Linked DNA regions of Mus musculus: region 1 is linked to region 2. A link is a contact called in public HiChIP or PLAC-seq data. All regions are on one chromosome and are shown on one strand. The core of a region is the stretch at or near the end of the contact, and the rest is flanking DNA. Distances in the headings are between cores, read along the strand shown. Region 1 has its middle 18 kb from the start of Ube2e1. Region 2 holds the start of Nr1d2 (nuclear receptor subfamily 1, group D, member 2).

What was found. HiChIP or PLAC-seq counts read pairs in DNA pulled down with a chosen protein or histone mark.
Region 1: an H3K4me3 HiChIP or PLAC-seq map of the SCID.adh cell line shows a contact between it and region 2, with 11 read pairs. The contact joins the enhancer-like site here to the promoter of Nr1d2 in region 2. A contact is called at or near these places in 1 of 39 promoter capture datasets (pre-B cells), 1 of 484 Hi-C or Micro-C datasets (double positive thymocytes), 2 of 115 datasets of contacts at active chromatin or transcription factors (the SCID.adh cell line and double positive thymocytes) and 2 of 9 other capture datasets (adipose tissue and pancreatic islet).

Annotation. Positions count from the first base shown.
Region 1 is chr14:18,348,598-18,351,425 of GRCm38.p6, reverse strand. No RefSeq gene overlaps it. Among named protein-coding and RNA genes, the nearest start is that of Ube2e1, 18 kb to the right of the region's middle. Within about 2 kb of position 1,400, at least 13 of the 459 cell types and tissues checked have an H3K27ac peak or open chromatin away from gene starts, as enhancers often do. A contact at or near this core is called in the SCID.adh cell line and double positive thymocytes, where this site is marked.
Region 2 is chr14:18,237,731-18,240,430 of GRCm38.p6, reverse strand. Nr1d2 (nuclear receptor subfamily 1, group D, member 2) reads left to right here and starts at 1,325. Exons shown (of 8, transcript NM_011584.4): 1 at 1,325-1,620. The coding sequence starts at 1,605.

The DNA of each region.
Region 1 (2,828 bases), core at 151-2,650, 110 kb before region 2:
GTTGTGTCATTTCTCTGAGTTAGTCTGCTGGAGGGACTTGAGCTCCTACAAAAATACTAATGAACTAACCTGCACTCAACATGGAGGAAGTACATGGGCCAGAATTCCTCTGAAAAGAATCATAAGCATTTTGTGCTCCTGTCTGCTGCCATGTGTGTGTGTGTTTGTGTGTAGAAAGAAGGCGGGACCTTCCAAATGGTACTGCTGAGACCACCTGCTCAAGAGCCACTCTGATTTTCACCTCTCCCTCTGTTTCTCCAAATTCAATCCGCCAGTTCCATCCCCAGCTCTGCAACAGATCTGCCTGCAGCAGCCTTCTCCCTCCCCACTGCCCTTGCCCTTCTCCCATCTCCTGTGGATCCATAGATATTTTCCTCCTAACATGTCCACACACATACACTCAGAACTTTATCCAGCCCGCAACTGCAGCAAGCATTTCCCTGCAAACCCATAGGCCACTCCTGACAGGGAAGAAAGTAGGCTGACTGCAGATCTTCACCTCTTCTTCTGTTCCTTCAGATCCCCTAGGCCCATCCCCCAAGCCTGTAGCAGAACACCTGCTGTGTTCTCCTTTTTTTTTTTTTTTTTCCTCTCTGACTCCATCCTCAACCAACAGATCTTGTTCTTCCTTTCAGGCCAGCCAGAGATATGCAGTGAAACCCTGTCATTAAAAAAAGCAAACAGCACCTGAAGTTGTCCTCTAGCCTACACACACACACACACACACACACACACACACACACACACACACACAGGGGTTGGGGGGAGGTGAAAGAGGGAGAAGAGAGAGAGAGAAAAAGAGTGGGGGAGGGAGAGAAAAATACAAAAAGAACGAAGTGATTTCTCAGACATGTGGTCTTCTCAGAAGTTGAGACTGGGCTGCTGGCCTTTCTCCCTGGGTTTCAGGCCTTGCTCCCTTGGCTGCTGGAGCAGCCTAGATTCTTGGAAGCCCTTCTGACTGGACTTTGTTTTGTTCCTGTGAGAGCAGTAGAGATTTCTGAATCTTCTCCCACTGCTACCCTTCTTGATAAAGATCCTAAGCCCCTTCATCTAGGCACAACCAGCTTTAGGAAGATGGAAGAGGGAGGAGCCAGAGTTTAAAATCATCCTAAACTACACAGTGGGTTCAAGACCATCCTGGGATACATGCCATCTGAAAAAAGCAAAACAAAACAAAACAACAACAACAACAACAACAAAACCAAATAAATGAGGGCTGGAGAAATGGCTCAGAGGCTAAAAGCACAGAATACTCTTGCAGAGTACCCAGATTCAGTTCCAAGCACCCACGTGGCAGCTCACAATTGTTGTGATCATAAAAAAGAGCAAGATCTATAAGAATATGTTCTGGCGGAGTGTGGGGGAAGGGGGCGCCGTGCAGAGGCCCATGCAGAGGCATCCCATCCCCCTGAGGGACCAGACACACACTAGTATAGTATAGAGTTTATTTAGGGCATGGAGAGGGGGGTTATGAGAGTAGTAGAGGCAGAGAAAGACAGAGAGAAGGAGAGAGACATAGAGGCCAGTCCTGACCACGTGGAGGGAGGGAAGAAGAGAATGGAGAGAGAGGGGAGCAAGAGGGTAAGAGGCAAGAGAGAGGCAAGAGCCTAAGAGGGAGAGAAGGTGCCAAGCAGCTCCTTTTATAGTTGGTCAAGACTACCTGGCTGTTGCCAGGTAACTGTGGGGAGGAGCACACCTGGCTGCTGCCAGGAACTGTAGGAGTGGAGTTTAGACAGAATACCAACAACAATGGTCTTTAACTCCAGTTTCAGGAGATGTGCTAACTTCTCACCTCCAAGGGCATCAGGCATACACATGGTTCCCAGGCATGCAAGTCACACAGCCATACACATAAAAATAATCTTTTAAAAAATGAGTGTGTGTTTGTGTGTGTGATTTATAGGGTTAAAACTGTCAGCAAATCCCTGTGAATTTCTGATTTGAAGCAAGAGTGGAAAGGCAAAAAGAAGCTGCCTTTATGTATCTCAACCTGGACTTGAACTCATGAGCAGATCTCTTCCACCTCCTGAGTGCTGGAACTACAAGTATGTTCTACCTCATGCTCATGTGGCTGGGAAACATCTATTTGTTGAGACAAGATAACCCAGGCTAGCCACAAACTTACTATGTACCCTGAGGATAACCTCTAACTGCTTATCTTCCTGCCTCCACTTTCTACCTTCTAAGTGCTGGCATTCCAGTGAAGGCCACCATACCCAGTTTTTATGGAGTCTTGAGGATGTGACCAGGGCTCTAAGCAAGTAGTCTACCAACATCCCCATCTAACAAAGGCCTTTTAAGGAAGCCACCTGTGTGTTTAGTATGAAGGTTTCAAGGGTTCAGATGCTGTTTGCCAAGTGTGTTTTGACACTGGTGTGGGCAGATGCTCTTCTCAGAGCTTGGACATTGGAGACCAGTGATGATCCTGGTGTTTTAGGTGCCTTAACCACAGCCTTTGAAGGAGCACTGCATGATGAGCCACTTAGCTGTGATTAGCCAACTTCCTTCCTAACTTAAAACCTAAAAAGGAAGACAACACATCTCTAATTACACATAGTGTTCGCATTCTGTCTATACTCCACTCCAGAGTTACCTGGCAATAGCCAGGTAGGCCTGACCCACTATAAAAGGGGCTGCTTGCCCCCCTCCTCCCTCTCTTGCCTCCTTCTCTTGCTTCTGGCCTCTTCCTCCCTTTCTCTCCCCATTCCTTTCCTCCCTCTCTCTACGTGGCCAGCCTCTACTTCTTCTTCTTGTTCTTCTTCTTCTTCTTCTTCTTCTTCTTCTTCTTCTTCTTCTTCTTCTTCTTCTTCTTCTTCTTCTTCTCCTTC
Region 2 (2,700 bases), core at 76-2,575:
TTCAGTGTTGAGGCAGAGTCATAGGGTCTATTTACTGTTTTAAAAATAACTGCTGGGGAGAAAAGACTGTTGGAGCCGACTCCAGAGTTGTTGCAGCAGCCCAGGCTAGACCGGATCTAGACTCACAGCCATGGCTCCCACCCCAGATGTGTTTGGGGGGAGAACAGCAGAGGTATTGTGAGGGTAGTCTAGCTCAACTTGCTAAGGATGAAATAGAGTATAAAAAGCAGCGATTTCTCGCCTGTTAGAAACGTTTAAATTGCTGATTTCAGGCTGATTAGCTAACAGAAAAGATTGCTATTGGTGGAAAGTGGGGAAATGTTCACATGTAAACTTGTCTATCTTACGACATGCTCCAACATTCTATACCTAAATATTCCTGGGCAAACTGGGATGCATTTTGCAACGGTCATACCCAAAGCCTAAAATTTCATATAAACTGTCCTATCGGTGCCAATATCTGTTAGCTCATTTAAAATATATACCTTAAAGCACATCTTCCTGGATTCACCTCAAGCACGTATCTAATTTGTTTCCATTTTCAGTTTGCTAGAAAATTTACATGCAAGGTGAAATGCACCAGTCTGTAGTATACTTTTGCTGAGTTCTAAAAATGCATGTACACATCCTAAATGAGAGAGAGGTCAAGGGACATTCCTAACCCGCTGATGGATATGGGAATCCAGAGCTGAGATTTTCGCTGGAAATGTGAATGTGAGGATCACCACAACACAGGTTTATTTAGGTGATGAGCCTGGATAAAACACCTAAGGTGATAGGAAAATGAAGGGTTGACTCCGGAAGCTAGATGTTGAGAGCGTTGGGCAGGAGACGCCAGTCAAGCTCAGAGTCCTGGAAAGCTTGGCGGCAGTAACCATGTGGGACCATGGAGGTGACCAGATTGGCTTGTGCTAGGGAGGAGGGAGCAAACAACCTCTAGCAGCGGGAGATCTGCAGGCAAGGGATAAGCGGCTGCGAGACAGGCTGGGAAGGAGGGAGGGGGGTGAGGTGAAGTGGGCGGGGTCGGTGCTGGGAGGAAGGCCGGGCCCGGCATGGCAGAGGGGCGAGGCTTGAACAGGAGCAACGGGAGGGGACGGGGCCGACGGGCCAAGTCCAGGGAGAGACGTATCCAAACAGAGGGGGCGGAGCCGGGAGAAGGGAAAGTCCAGAGCCAGAGTGTAAGGAATGGAGGGAAAAGGAGAGGGCGTGTCTGGGGAGGGGCTGGTGGGTCCACGGATTGGAAGAAGAGGTCAGGACCGCTCGTTGGGGGCGGAGCCTGTATAGAGGAAGTGGGCGGAGCCAAGGGTAGGAGCGGGAGAGTCGAGGAGAGGAGGAGCGGGCGGCCTGAGGAGGAGGAGCGGGCGGAGTCACCGCACCGCCGGCGGCGGCGGAGGAGGGGGGTGTGCGCGGATCACATGGTCGAGGAGCCCTCCAGGTCAGCTGCCGTGCCCGCTGCCGAGCCCTGCCACAGGAAACTGCTGTGCCGCGCTTGTGCCGTGCGGCCCCCAGGAGCCGCCCGCACCCGGTGCTCATGATGTGGGCCCGCGAGCGCCACCGCCTGCAGTCCCGGGCGGCGCGGTGAGGGCCGCACCCTGTCCAGCGCCATGGAGCTGAACGCAGGTAAATGTAGGAGGGAGGCTCGGGGGTCAGGGATGCGTGTCTGTGCGTCCATCTCGCGTGGGGTTGCTGGGATCCCGCACTCGGGCTCCCCGCGCGCCGGACGCCCCCCTCACATGGCCCTGCCGCACTGGCCACGTGCACGGTGTGTTTACGTTCGGCGGCGCGGGCGCTGGTTGGCTGCGCGGGCGAGTGACGCAGCATTACATAATGCGAGCTGGGTGGTGGCGGGCGGAGACACGTGAGGCCGCGGGGCGACCCACATTACCCGGGGCCGGAGGAACACGTGGGGGCGGTGCCGCGGGGGGAGCCCATAGTCTGCGCGAGGCCCCGCCCCCGGGGCCTCCGCCGTGACGTGGCCTCGGTCCCGGGTCTCCCGCTGTTGCCCACTGCGGGGCCCGCTGCGCATGCGCATCCGCCGCAAGTTCGGCGCTGGTCCCGCCGCAGTGCGCGCGGCAGCCTGCGCGTCCCCGGGTGACCCCGGCAGGGCTGACCTTGCTAGACAGGGAGTGCGTAGGTCGTTCTCGCTCAGAGTCTTGCGGGAGTCGCGCAGCACCTTCCGGATGGACAGCGTGTACAGAGCAATTCGCTTCCAGGGGGACTTAGCCTAGAAGTCCTTTTAAGCATGGAGGGGAGGGGAGGGGCTTTTCTGCTCGCAGCTCGCTCTGATCTGAGGACTGGTGATCTAGGATTTCAGAACCTTACGTAAAACTTTTATTTACGTTAAAAACGTTTTAGCTTCGCGCCCAAGAGTTTGAGGCAGATGGCGGCAGAAAGTAGCAAGCATGGGCTACTGTGTGAGATCCTCACTCAAAATGCCCAAAGAACAAAATAACCCCTTTTGTTTTCAGGACTGACTTTGAACCCCCAAAAGACATGGTCATATAATACCTAACCTTCCTCGCTTCGCTTTAGTCGACCGCAGTGATGACCCTTATACCTGAAGCAAATGAAGTTTTCATTTTGAATATTTTGAGTTCTTTGCACTTTTAAAAACCATCGCAGTTCTAACATATGTTTTATGAATTTTTAGACCAGTGGTCAAATTAGTTTCAGGACTATTTTGATTACCTATAGTCCTTC